Linked DNA regions of Sus scrofa: region 1 is linked to region 2. Evidence: chromatin contacts called from public HiChIP or PLAC-seq data. All regions are on one chromosome and are shown on one strand. The core of a region is the stretch at or near the end of the contact, and the rest is flanking DNA. Distances in the headings are between cores, read along the strand shown. Region 1 holds the start of NDUFAF3 (NADH:ubiquinone oxidoreductase complex assembly factor 3). Region 2 holds the start of ARIH2OS.

Region 1 (6,828 bases), core at 1,115-3,614, 86 kb after region 2:
CATAAGAAGTCCCAGCTTAAGAACAGCTCTTGTCCCTCTACCAGTGATAAACCTCTTTCCTCTGTCCCAGGAAGGCTCCAGAATGTCTCCATTTCTAGTAACTTAAACCCCCTTTTCTCTCTCCTTTTTGTAGCTGCAACCTTGGCATGTGGAAATTCCCAGGCCAGGGACTAAACCCCAACCACAGCAGTAATGACACCAAATCCTTAATCACTGGGCCACCAGGGAAATCCCCCTCTTTCTCTCTTTTTTTTTTACTAGGGATTGAACTTGATGCAGCAGAACATCCATAATCTCTGCCCTGGAGAAGTGAGAGTGCCCAGAACTCAGAAGAGAGAGGATTCTAGGAGCAGGAAAAGCTTGGCAAGGTCCCTTTCTGGGCCAGGGTTGCAAGGCCCTGCAGGGAGGCTCCGAAAGAGCACTGGGCGGACACGACATTCCCGATGGCTACTTGGGTGCCCACTCAACGGGAGTGATCGTGTCATTCCAAAGCACTTTCCATGCCGCAGGTGCACAACCTAGGGTCAGCTGCTAATAGGATTGGGGGCCAGAGGCTGAGCTGGGGTCTTCAGCTACTCTTGGTGCATGAGGACACTTACAGTGGCTTTACCCCAGGAAGTGAAGGGCTATCTTTAGTCAGCTGTGGGCTGGGGTGGCCCTGGGGGACTCACCACCATTGCAGACCACCATTGCAGCCCAATCAGAAGTCCCTGTGTCCTCCCTCCCTTGCCAGTGCTACCTTGGGATCCAAGAGATGGCCACAGCCTGGGCTCCCCGACGTCTACGCCTGTCATTTCCAGCCTGAGGGCGCACCTGAGAGAGGGACAGAAATCAGAGTGGCCCGATAAAGTATGTCTGGGGATCAGGGGCTAGCCCACCGAATCTGGGCCAGAACGCTGCTCAGGCAAGAGAGCAGGGAACGAAATCCAAGTGCAGCTGGAATGCTCTGGAGACAACAGCTGCTTTTGGGATTCCGTTGCCCGCTGTCCAGCCGTGGGGAGTGGGAGGTTGAGAGGGGTAATCTCTTGCCTTGGTGCCAGATCAAACTTCCTACATTCCCAGTCCCAGGAGAGGGAGCCAAGAGAAGGTGGTGAAATCAAGTGCGGTAGGAACGAGCCGCTCGCTCACCTGGGCCCCAAAACAATAGGTGTGGTGGGGACCCCCCCCCCCGGGACTGGGTCCCAATCTGGATTAGATCCACGGGGTAGGATTAATCCTGTTGGTCCCATGCAGTCAGGGCCACTACACTGGCGGTGGCGGGGCGGGCTTCAGGATCAGCCAAGAGGGAAGCGCGCCCGTGGGGCCTCGGAGAGGAAGTAAACCCTCCCCTGGGACACCCCCGCACCCGGGCCCTTTGTCTGGTGACGCTGCCAGTGTCGGGAGTGCGAGAAGCCCAATGAGCCCTCAAGGCAGCGACGGGACCCCCGGAGATCTACTGAGAACGTCCTCGGTTGTTCGAAACCCCCCCGCCAGCCTGGCCCCGCGGGCGGCAGACGCAGCAATGTTTCCCCGGAGGCCACCATACAGTAGGCGCGCCGAGATGTCGGAACCTGCGCGGGCGCCAGCGACTCTGGCACCAGTAGGCCTTCTGATTCGGCTCAAGACGCGGGGGAGGGATTCTCTGGACGCAGAGCGAGGTGAACAAGAATAGGGCGATACTCCGGCCGCTGTATAGTTCAATGTCTGGTCCGTTTCGGCCCGGTCCGACCCAGGAGCAGCAACGACCAGCCTGACGTCGCGTCCTCTTCCGCTTGTTCTAGCCGCAGAGTTGGAGCCATTTTAAGGCGAAACCACTCAGCCACGCCCCCTCGCCCTCCAGAGAAGCCAATCCAAGCGCAACGACGCCTGGTGTGAAACGCCGCGGCGTTGCCAACGGTCGCGCGGGTGAACGGTTGGGAGGGGCTGAACTCGGAGGGCGAGAGGGGGAAACCTGAGCTGCCCGCACCGCCCTCGGAATCCGACTCCGCGAAGCCGGGATTAGAAATTTGGAGGCTGGCACCACGCCCTGGCCAGGTGTGCGGGACTCGAACAGGTGCTAGGCCGCCCCTCCCCGGGTCCCAAGAGCCCGGCTTAATGGCTAAGAGCCGGGGGCCCGGCCGCGGCTGGGGCTCAGACTGTGCTGAGGCCTGTCACGCCACCAGGTGTCCGGCTCCCCCAGAACGGCCTGCGGGGGCCTGGGGCGGGGCGGACGGCAGCTGCAGACACTGGAGCCGCACCGGGAGACCCGCCCTGCTGGGACCTAAGCCCCTGGTCGGCTCCCTCCCGTCTCCAGCCCGGGGCCGGCAGAGCTGCGCGGTGCCCTCCGCGACGCTGGGGGCGCTGTCGTTGCTCCGGGCTGGGTGACGCCACGACCCCGCTGACCCTGCGCCGGTCTCCCTGTGCGCTGATCCGCCATGGCAGCGGTGTTCGTGCTTCGGAGCTTGTATCGAGCGCGACACATCCTTCGCTGGCCGCTCGCGCAGCTGTCCTGGTGAGGCCGGACCCACCGTCCCTGACCACCTGCCCCCCACAGCCAGCGACTCCCAGCCCCTTAGACCCCGACCATACCCCTCCGCAGGGCCCCAGGGCGTGGGCATCGGCTCACGCCGACGGATGATGAGCTGTATCAGCGGACGCGAATATCTCTGCTGCAGCGCGAGTCCCCGCAGGCGATGTACATCGACAGCTACAGCAGCCGCGGCTTCGTGGTCAATGGAAATCGCGTGCTTGGGCCCTGCGCGCTGCTTCCGCACTCGGTGGTGCAGTGGAACGTGAGCCCTTCCCTGCAATAAGGAAACCCGAGGACCAGAGTCAGGCCTGCCTTCCTGACTCCGTCCTTGGCAAACTTGGCTTTTCTTTTGCCCCGCTTTGGAGCAGGTAGAGGGTCGGTGGGGAAACCTCCATAGACTTGTAATTAACTTGTCTCCTTCCCACACAGGTAGGTTCCCACCAGGACATCACCGAAGGAAGCTTCTCTCTCTTTTGGATGCTGGAGCCCCGAATAGGTACTGGAGGAAGGGAAGGCTGAGGTGATGAGCCCCGGAAACCCACCCTCTCGATAGACCTCGTTGCAGCCTTGCTATGCTCATCTTTCCCTAGAGATTGTTGTGGTGGGCACTGGAGACCGGACTGAGCGGCTGCAGCCCCAGGTGCTGCGAGCCATGAGGCAGCGGGGCATCGCTGTGGAAGTGCAGGACACAGTATGTCTGGTACTCGGGAATGCTGAGGCGAGCCCAGGCCTGGCCTTGGCCCTAGCCCAGCTGATGCTGGCTTTCTCTTTGCAGCCCAATGCCTGTGCCACTTTCAACTTCCTGTGTCATGAAGGCCGGGTGACAGGAGCTGCTCTCATTCCCCCACCTGGAGGGGCTGCTCTCACATCTTTGGCCCAAGTCTCAAAAAAATGAACCACCAGGAACCTTGCCACCCTTTGCTGAGTGCAGGGGTTTCCAGTTTTTACTAGCTCCTCCCCTTTGGCACTGTAACAACTTGTCTTTCTAGCCAGCAAATTAATAATTTAATCTACTTCTCACAATTTTGTACTAGGTGTATTGCTGGACAGGAGCTGCTGGCTCCGTGGGTTCATGGAGGGGGTTGTGAAAAAATCAAGGGGATACTCAAGAGGCGAGGAAGCTGTATAGGTGTCTGTTATAAACTGTACATCTCTTTGCTCACATGCAGATTTGAGGGGACTTCAGTGCTTTCTCCACAAGGCCCTTTAGAGATTCAAGTTAGAGAACATGTATGTGGGGTCTCAGCCTGATCCCCTGTGGCCAAGCTTTGGGCTAGCAGGAGGCCCTGTGGATGCCAGTCTATAGCCTCATGGCCTGTTCTGTGACCCTTTCTTAGCAGCTACAGTCAGAGTCACAGTTTGAGACCAAACCCTTGGGAGCCAGAACTGGTCTGAGCTGCCAGAGAAGGGACTTTCTGAATCTAGCACTACCACCTACGTCCAGGTGCTCACAGCACCCTCATCTCAGGGCTTGAGGTTTTCCCTGGAAATGACGGTACTGTGTTGGTGTGTATCTGTGATGGTGGCAGCTGCAGAGCACTACCTGCTTGTTGTTGACCTCAAAGATCAGGCATCACTTTTTTTCAAACTTTTATTGAAAAACCAAGGAGGTGTGCTGTATCCCTTTTCAGAAAAGACGCTTCTCATACCTGTTGGCAGAAGGACCAGCTGTGAGGGTGAGGGCAGGAAGACCGAGGCATGGGAGACACCTCAACCCCAAGGACAGAGGAATGGAAAGGGTTGGTCACTTACGAATGAAGGCTGTGGACGCCACCTTCAACCTGAGCTGAAGATGTTCTCTTTTCAAACTTGAGCTCCCCAGAATACATCATGGCTCTGAACAGGGGTGGTGGTCAGATGTGGGGAGCTGGCCCTCGTCCAGCCCCTCTAGTCGATGGCCCTGCTCCCTAAACTTACCGGACTTGGGTTAAACTCTTAGCACCAATGTCCTGGCAGGAGTGCTGGATGCCGGCAATCAAGTATGGAACAAATTTGTGGATGGATCCTTTGTCCTGCACAGCCCCAGACACCCCCTGGGCCACCTTGATTTTGTCAGCTTCACTGCAAGAAGAGGCAAGAAACACAGACAGGGTCAGAGCCTTGATGATACTGCCAATGTAGAGTTAGCATACAGTAAATGGCTTGCCTGTCCCACCTGAAATATCGGTTCTGGCTGCTGAGATGCTTGTCCATGGCATCAAGAGAACCCATGCCACGATATTTCTTTAGTCGGATCCCATCAGAGAAGAAGTACTCGCCAGGGGCCTCAGTGGTAGCAGCCAAGAGGGAGCCCATCATAACTATGGACAGGAGGAGGGAGGGAGCCCATCATAATTGTGGATAGGAGTGCTGTGGGAAGACCCTGACTGCATTAGGAAAGCAGTCCCACCAGGCTTCCTGGGTGTAAGCCTCACCTGTGGAGGCCCCAAGGGCCAAAGCTTTGGCAATATGGCCCACATTTTGAATTCCTCCGTCAGCGATGACAGGAACACCAAATCGCCGTGCATATTCTGACACCTTGTACACTGCTGTTGCTTGGGGACGCCCACACGCCAGCACTGTTGAGACATGGAGGAAGAAGTGTGGGGGGGATGGGGTTAGTTGGGTGCTGGGGGTGGGGGGGGGAGAACAAGCAAGAAGCTCTGTGGCCACAATCGGCACCCAGGAGCTCTCGCTACACTTGCACCAGGACTGCAGCCTGGCTGAGGAAGTCTTGTCTGGGATGGCTACTGTCCCAGCTGCCATGAACAGTACAAATAGCTGTGATGGAACTTCACTCACCCTTCGCGTGTGCGCGTGCATGTATGCATGGCCCAGGGCAGCCTCAGGCACATGCAGTCAGCAGCTGTGAAAGCCCCTCCCAATTGGCATCAGGTCGGGTAGGGGTCACGGTGCAGTTAGTACCCAGAGGCCCACCCTTTGCTCCCTGCATTGTGGGCAGCTCAGGCAAGATCAGGGGCAGTGATGGTGTGGAAGGAAGAGTGGATCCCATAGCTGGTTCTTAACCTGTGACTACTGCAAGAGACATGGGCAGGGCAGGGCCTACCTGGAGGAGGTCCTGCCCTACAAGCATCCCAGGAAGAGATGGGAGCTGTGTTCTTGAGCAGTTCCCAAAACCATGGTCTGTCATTCAGTTTGCCCTGCCCACCCATCAGCACCACAAACCCCGGGAGCTACAGCTACAGTCAACCAAGCAGCCGGGCAGTGGGCAGCTGGGCTGGGCCAGTGGGCCGGGCCAGACTTACTATAGCAGCCCGTGACAGTAGAAGGGCATTTGGGGCTGTGGGACTTTATGTCTGGAGGGATCTTGGGAGCCGCTAAATAAAACAAACAGACCAGAGTTTAGAGAGGGTGCGGAGCAGGAGCTGGGAGGCCAGGCTAGGCAGGGGGGAAGTGGCAGGTGAAGAATGACAAGAGCTCGTCTTGCTTCCAGCATGTTACTCATCCAAGGAGCCTGTTTGGCCCTGGGGCTGCCCCTATTGGAGGACTCAGTGTAGTTCCTGTAAGAGCACTTGGCTCCAGGGCATGTGGGGCTAAGGTCCTTGATAAAGCCAGGTCTCTGAGGGTCCTGCCAAAGCATCTTCTTACCTTCTTGAGTGATGCAGATGGAGCCACTGCCCATTCCCACCCTCAGGGCATCTACACCAGCATCAATGAGGTTCTTGGCCTGAGCAGCGGTGACCACTGAAGTAGGGAACAGTGAAAGGCTCACATGAAGTTATAGGCGGGAATGTAGTTCCCCTTCTTGCCCCACATCCTTCAGTGCCCAATCCTTTCTCACCATTGCCTCCAATGACTTGGAGACTGGGATATTTCTCTTTGATGTACTTGATCATGTTGATCTGGAAGATGGAATTTCCCTGGGAAGAGTCCTGGGACAGGAAGGAAGGCTGAGTAATACTATGGTATGGCAGCTATTCCTACCGCCCCACCCTGCCTGTGCAGCAGCTCACCAAAACCACTACATCCACACCAGCCTGGGCTAGCAAGTCTAGCCGATACTTGTCATCCTCATGAGTGCCAATAGCTGCTCCACACAGCAGCTGCTTCTTGGCATCTTTGGAGGCCAGCGGGTAATCTCGATTTTTCTTCAGGTCTGTCCGGGCAATGATGGCCACCAGCTCATCATCTTCATTTACAATAGGTAACTTTCCTGGGGGCAGGACAGGACATGAATCAGTACCATGGTTTTTGGCTACAGAACCCCTTCTACCTCTAGGACTTACCCTTCTTGCTGCGCTGCAGAATTTCATTTGCTTCCTTCAATGTGATGCCTGCAGGTGCTACCACCAAGTCTTCCCTCTTTGTCATGATCTAGGAGAGAAGGAAGCAGTGAGGAC
Region 2 (6,627 bases), core at 1,796-4,295:
AGAAAGAAAGAAAGGAAAGAAAGAAAGGAAAGAAAGAAAGGAAGAAAGAAAGAAAGGAAGAAAGAAAGAAAGAAAGAAAGGAAAGGAAGGAAGGAAAGGAAGGAAGGAAAGAAAGAAAGGAAAGAAAGAAAGGAAGAAAGAAAGAAAGAAAGAAAGAAAGAAAGAAAGGAAAGGAAGGAAGGAAAGGAAGGAAGGAAAGAAAGAAAGGAAAGAAAGAAAGAAAGAAAGAAAGGAAAGAAAGAAAGAAAGAAAGAAAGAAAGAAAGAAAGAAAGAAAGAACATGGTTGGATCTGTGCCCTTAAGAAACTCACCTTTAGAGAGTTCCAGTTGTGGCACAGCAGAAACGAATCCGACCAGTAACCATGAGGTTGTGGGTTCAATTCCTGGCCACGTTCAGTGGGTTAAGGATCTGGCATTGCTGTGAGCTGTGGTGTAGTTCACAGACTCGGCTATCTGGCCTTGCTGTGGCTATGGCATATGCTGGCTGGCAGCTCTATCTCCGATTAGACTCCTAGCCTGGGAACCTCCATAAACCGCCAGTGGGGCCCTAAAAAGCAAAAAAAAAAAAAAAAAAAACCAACCAACCAAACAAAAAAAACAACAAAGAAAGAAACTCACCTTTAGCAAGGAAAAGACAGGGCCGGTACATGGGATTCCAATACATTGTACAATACACCCATATGCTTGATGTGTGAATGATGCAAATGCAATAATTACGCAGAAAAAAATGTTCCCTTTTATTTATTGGAGAGGATTTATTACCAATAACACAAAGTGAGAGATTCTAATTAAGTAAAAGATATCTTGTTACCAGAAAATACATTTTGTGTCCTTTACTAATGTCATGATGTAATGGATATGTTTTGTCAAAACAAATAAAATAAGTACACTGGGTTATACACACACTTTTGCGTTACTAATATATAAAATTTATAATTTTTTTTTTTTGTCTTTTTGCCTTTTCTTGGGTCGCTTCCGTGGCATATGGAGGTTCCCAGGCTAGGGATCGAATCGGAGCTGTAGCCACTGGTCTACGCCAGAGCCACATCTGAGCCGCATCTGCAATCTACGCCACAGCTCACGGCAACGCCAGAACCTTAACCCACTGAGCGAGGCCAGGGGTCAAACCTGAAACCTCACGGTTCTTAGATTCGTTAACCACTGAGCCACTGGGGAACTCCTAGAAAATTCATAATCTTATGTTATTCACTCCTTACTATTAATTTTCACTTCAAATTAATTTGGGGCTTCTTTGTATTTGAATGCACTTGATTTGGATACATGCTGTGAGTTAAACTGGAACCTGAAAATCGTGTACAAGAAATATACCAATAGGAGTTCCCCCAGTGGCTCAGTGGTAAGGAACTGGATTAGTACCCATGAGGACACAGGTTCCAACCCTGGTCCTGGCGTCAGTGGGTTAATGATGCAGTGTTGCCATGAGCTGTGGTGTAGGTTGCAAACGCGGCTGGTTCGGATCTGGTGTTGCTGTGGCTGTTGGGTAGGCCACAGCTGCAGTATGATACCATCCCTAGCCTGAGAACTTCCATATGCTTCGAGTGCGGCCCTAAAAATACCACCCCCCCCAAAAAAAAAACCCGAAGCAGCTTTTCCATGCTGTCCAGCAGCAACCTGAGTGAGCCTACATGGTTCTATCTATCCATAATACTTGTTAAAGGTCATAGAAGGTACTGAATGTCATATTGGCACTTTCTATACTTCTTGAAGAAACTGTGCAGCAAGAAAGTTAAGATTCAGCCTTGGGTGAATGGGAGAAGTAGGCTGCGGAAAGGGAAAAGGAAGCTTGGTGTGGTCCTGCAGATCCGCGGCCACCAGGGGACGGCATCTGAATGTAGGCAGAAAATCCCGACCCGGTGCGCTGACCCGAAGACCCAGCTCTCCTTTGATCTTTGATCAGAGAGCGGATGGGAAATAGAAGTCCTTTATCCATTCCACGAACGTCAGGGTGTCTTCTCCGTGCCGGACACGGCTAACAAACGGTGAAGTGAGGAGTCCATCAGAAAAACTCGGGTTTAGGAGTTCCCGTCGTGGCACAGTGGTTAAAGAATCTGACTAGGAACCATGAGATTGCGGGTTCGATCCCTGGCCTTGCTCCGTGGGTTAAGGATCCGGCGTTGCTGTGAGCTCTGGTGTGGGTCGCAGACGTGGCTCGGATCCCATGTTGATGTGGCTCTGGCGTAGGCCGGTGGCTACAGCTCCGATTCGACCCCTAGCCTGGGAACCTCCATATGCCGCGGGAGAGACTCAAGAAAAGGCAAAAAGACCAAAAAAAAAAAAAGAAAGAAAGAAGAAAAACTCAGGTTTAGGGTATCCCGGCGGGCGGCGCTGGTAGGAGAAAGCAGGAAGAGATGCAGTGAGTGACCCCTCTCCAATAAGCCAAACCCTTTCCTCTGCTGCCCCTCGCAGCAGTCGGCGCCGGCAGTGCGCTGGGCACACTCTGGGTCGGAGCGCTAAGCTGCAGAGAAGCAACCGCGCAGAAGCGTTATCACCCAGCGCCAGTCACGACCCGGGCGACCGTGGGGCGACCTCAGGCCGGAAGTGACGCAACTGCTCCGAACACTTCCGGAGCTGCGAAGAAGGCTCCGCCAGAGGAAGCAGCGCGGGCCTTGACCGGCGTTGGCTCGCCGCCTCCGCCGCCGCCGCGCCTGTGTCCGGTTCCTCAGGCCTGGCCCGACCCAGTTTGGTCCGCCCGGGCTCAGCGGCCCCGGGGCCGCGGCTCCCGGTGAGTGCGCATTGCGAGTCGCGGCCTTGTTTACCCGAGCGGGCCGGGGGAGGGGGGGTGGGCTCTCCTCGCGCCTCCCTAGCCAGGCCGGGGCTCCGCCTTCGTCGCTGCCCGCGAGGTCCCGGCGCCCCCCGCAGCCTTTTCACTGTCTCAGCGCCCTCTGCTACCCGCCGAGGGGCGGCTAAAAACCGTAGTCTGAGCGGACTAGCGCCTGGCGCTTCTCCGTTTTTCCTCTTCTAGCCGCTTGCTCTGCTCGCGTAAAGGTCGGAGGCCGGCGCCTCTCACCGACTGGCGCCGGCGCATCTGGGCCCTCTCCGCCGGCCACACCAGGGAGACTCACTGCCTCCGGAGTTTCCCATTCGAGTCATCACTGGGAACTCTCGCAATGCCTCCCGCGCGGCTAGTTAACGCCCGCCAGTGAAGGCTCCCCAGCGCGTGGGCTCCGTGTCCTCGCGGATATCCCGGCCCTTCGGACACGATATGCAGCCCAGGAACTGCGCCGCCGCCTCGGGGGACCCTGCTGTGCTAGCCGCGGGAGAGGCTACTGTGTTCTCGGATGACTTCACCTCAGTACTGATTGTTACCCTGTCCCATAGAACTTTCTCTCACAATGCGTATATTCTGTACCTTTGAGTAACCCTTGACCACTAGCCACCCGTAGCCCTTGAGCATTTGATTTATGGATAGTGCGACTGAACAGCCAAATGTTAAATTTTGTTTAATTTTTAAGTTAAATAACCGTGTGTTGTTAGTGACTACCGTATTACCTTGCGGATTTAATGTAGGGTTTTGAAACTAAGTTGCTGATTCATATTTTTTTACTAGGTTTTCTTCGGAGATGTAGATTTAGTAAATGACTATTTAGCGCTAAATATTATATCTGTAGTTAAACATCGTTAGATCCACCAAAATGTTTTTGTTTTGCTCATGTCAACTTTAAACTGAGAAGTCTTCCGTTTCAATTCTTTAGCACGGAGTGGATGTCAGGTCTTCTGAACACGTGACTTTGGGGGTGGAGTGGGAAGTAGTTTCAGTTATTCCTTTTCTGTTTGGGATGTAGGGATAGTATTTAACATCCAGAGGAAATCAAACCGTTATCATCTGTTCTGTAATAAGGCAATAACGTACTGGTCTCCTTAAGCAGTGTCAGTATTCTTTCAAGTAGAATAAAGTTTATTTAACTTTGAAAAGGTAACAAAAATTAAGATTTTATTTAAGTCTAGACTTAGAACACTCAGTAAGTATGAAATGGTGTTCTTCTTTTTGGAAGGGAGCCTGATGTTTTCCCCTCCTTCTTGAGTATTAAGTTGATGAGAAACCTGTGGGCAACCCTTAAAGCCCAAATCCTGGAGAGAAATCCGGAGAAAGTGAAAACCTTGCTCTTTTATTGTAATTCTGGAGGTGGCTTTGTGAATAGTATTAGGCTCTCCAGGAGAGTGATGGGGAGTTAGGAGTCCTCATAGGCCACGGATCTGGTGAAAGTGTAACACTGGACTCTACTGGTTGGCAGCAGTGTGGACCTGGGCAAGTTATTTAATCTTTTTGAACTCTTTTCCTCATTTATAAGAAGGGGATGATAGCTACTTTGTAGAGTTATAAACATTTAATGAGAATGAATCTGACCTGAAATTGGTGTCATTAAATGAAAGCTATTATTGGTAGTGCTGTTTTGCAGATGGGAGCAATATTTATAATACTGTTTATGCTTATTTGCCCAGTAAGCAGTATCTTATGTAAAAATGCAGATAAAAGTCAAATTTTAGGAATGGAGTTCACATTGTGGCTCAGTGGGTTAGGAACCCAACAGTGCTGGTGAGGATGAGGGCTTGATATCTGGCCTCTCTTAGTGGGTTGAGGATCCGGCGTTGCCACAAGCTGCAGTGTAGGTTGCAGATGTGGCTTGGATCTGGTGTTGCCATGACTGTGGTGTAGGCCTGCACCTGCAGCTCTGATTCTGCCTTTAGCCTGGGAACTTCTGTATGCCACAGGTGGGGCTGTGAAAAGAAAAAAAAGAAAAGTCACATAGCCCTAAACATGTCAGAAGAGAGGTGGGAAATGGGTGTTAACATTACCTAGTGAGCATTCTGTTGGGGACTTTTTTTGTTGTTGTTGTTGTTGTTTGTTTTTTAGGGCTGCACCCACTGCATATGGAGGTTCCCAGGCTAGGGCTTGAATCAGAGCTATAGCTGCCAGCCTACACCACAGCCACAGCAACATGGAATCCGAGCCACATCTGCAACCTATACCACAGCTCATGGCAACGTGGGGATCCTTACCCACTGAGCAAGGCCAGGGATCAAACCTGCGTCCTCATGGATGCTAGTCAGATTTGTTAACTACTGAGCCACAATGGAAACTCCTGGGGCGTTTTTTTATTTGAAAATAATTTTTTCATGAATAGAGATCTGAAGTATTGGCAGTATTCTCTAAGTGTTAGATTACCACAGTAGAGATGACTTTAGAGTAAAAGTCCAGTTTAAGTCAGTTGCAATTTGCTTTGTCACTCTCTATGTAACATTTAGGATTGAAATTGTGGTAATTAATTTAGGGAATCTGAAAAATAAGAGTGAAGTGGTGGGCTTTCAAACTGAGGGAGGGAACTGGGTATCCGTTTTTACCACCAGTACTCCACGTTAAATTATTGTCAGATGTTTAACTCTTTTCTTAGAAGGTCATGTCACTCTTGTCAATATGTAATTATATCATATGGGTTTCTATGGGACTTAAAATAGTTTCTGGTCCCTTGCTGCTTGTCCTTTTAAATGTTTACTTTTTAAAAAATAAATTAGCAAATTTAGGGTACCAATTTAAAAGTATATAAATAGAATTATATCTCTTTATTTTAGATGGAAATTATACAATATAGGCTATTTGGGTGACATCTTCCTGAAAGATCTTCAAGAATTACAGGTATTTTTAATTTAAATTTTAAATTTTAATTAAATTTTAATTTTCTCCTAAAGGAAAAAAAACCATAGTTGAGTTCAATTGTGATTAGGTGGTTCTGCCATACGAAACAATTCATTAAAAGTCAAATTGCGGAGTTCCTGTCGTGGCGCAGTGGTGAACGAATCCGACTAGGAACCATGAGGTTGAGGGATCGATCCCTGGCCTTGCTCAGTGGGTTAACGACCCGTTGCCGAGAGCTGTGGTGTAGGTCGCAGACGCGGCTTGGATCCTGCGTTGCTGTGGTTCTGGCGTAGGCTGGCAGCTACAGCTCCAATTAGACCCCTAGCCTGGGAACCTCCATATGACGCAGGAGCGGCCCAAGAAATGACAAAAAGACAAAAAAAAAAAAAAAAAAAAAAGTCAAACTGCAAGTATGTTAACTGCCCTCTCATTAACGTGACTTTTTTAAAAGAAAAATTCGAGCATTTGTATGTAACATCAGACAATGATATTTTTATAATATCATTAAAATGTAACTTGGGAGTTCCTAAGGTTCTGCACTGTCACTGCTGCAGCTTGGTTCACTGCTCTGGGGCAGGTTTGATCCTTGGCCTGGGAACTTCCATATGCTGTGGGCTTGGCCAGATGAACAAATAAGTAAAATGTGGCTTGGTAGTCCTTTTGACTGGCCATATCTTCAGGACACATTCATTTAAAAATTTTGGTTTTAATTATAGTTGATTTTTTTTTTTTTTTTTTACTTTTTTGGCCTAACCACAGCATATGAAGTTACCAGGCCAGGGATCAGATCCAAGCTGCAGTTGATACCTAAGCTGCAGCTTTGCCAATGCAGGATTCCCAACCCACTATGAGGGGCTGAGGAATTGAACCTGCGTCCCAGTTGTGCCATAAGGGGAACTCCTGTGGTTGATTTTTTTTCTTTGGAGAGATTATCAAACAGGTTTTTTTCTGTTTTTGTTTGTTTGTTTGTTTGT

The links. HiChIP or PLAC-seq counts read pairs in DNA pulled down with a chosen protein or histone mark.
Region 1: an H3K27ac HiChIP or PLAC-seq map of alveolar macrophages shows a contact between it and region 2. The contact joins the promoter of NDUFAF3 here to the promoter of ARIH2OS in region 2. A contact is called at or near these places in 1 of 5 promoter capture datasets (liver), 9 of 47 Hi-C or Micro-C datasets (blood, embryonic fibroblasts, fetal heart ventricle and 4 more) and 2 of 2 datasets of contacts at active chromatin or transcription factors (alveolar macrophages and skeletal muscle).

Annotation. Positions count from the first base shown.
Region 1 is chr13:31,654,577-31,661,404 of Sscrofa11.1, forward strand. It overlaps NDUFAF3 (NADH:ubiquinone oxidoreductase complex assembly factor 3), which reads left to right and starts at 2,365. Exons shown (of 5, transcript NM_001243606.1): 1 at 2,365-2,470; 2 at 2,558-2,750; 3 at 2,918-2,984; 4 at 3,079-3,179; 5 at 3,264-3,511. The coding sequence starts at 2,394. The coding sequence ends at 3,383. DALRD3 (DALR anticodon-binding domain-containing protein 3) reads right to left here and starts at 1,730. Exons shown (of 14, transcript XM_021070653.1): 1 at 1,526-1,730; 2 at 740-813. The coding sequence starts at 794. It overlaps IMPDH2 (inosine-5'-monophosphate dehydrogenase 2), which reads right to left. Exons shown (of 15, transcript XM_005669533.3): 6 at 6,715-6,802; 7 at 6,442-6,641; 8 at 6,270-6,360; 9 at 6,077-6,172; 10 at 5,734-5,805; 11 at 4,903-5,046; 12 at 4,644-4,788; 13 at 4,406-4,549; 14 at 4,241-4,324; 15 at 4,066-4,137. The coding sequence ends at 4,116. MIR425 (microRNA 425) reads right to left here and starts at 497; the gene lies at 418-497. It also overlaps MIR191.
Region 2 is chr13:31,567,503-31,574,129 of Sscrofa11.1, forward strand. ARIH2OS reads right to left here and starts at 3,046. Exons shown (of 3, transcript XM_013981653.2): 1 at 2,962-3,046; 2 at 2,628-2,881; 3 at 2,263-2,626. The coding sequence starts at 3,046. The coding sequence ends at 2,324. ARIH2 (E3 ubiquitin-protein ligase ARIH2) reads left to right here and starts at 2,524. Exons shown (of 16, transcript XM_003132197.6): 1 at 2,524-2,743; 2 at 5,590-5,653.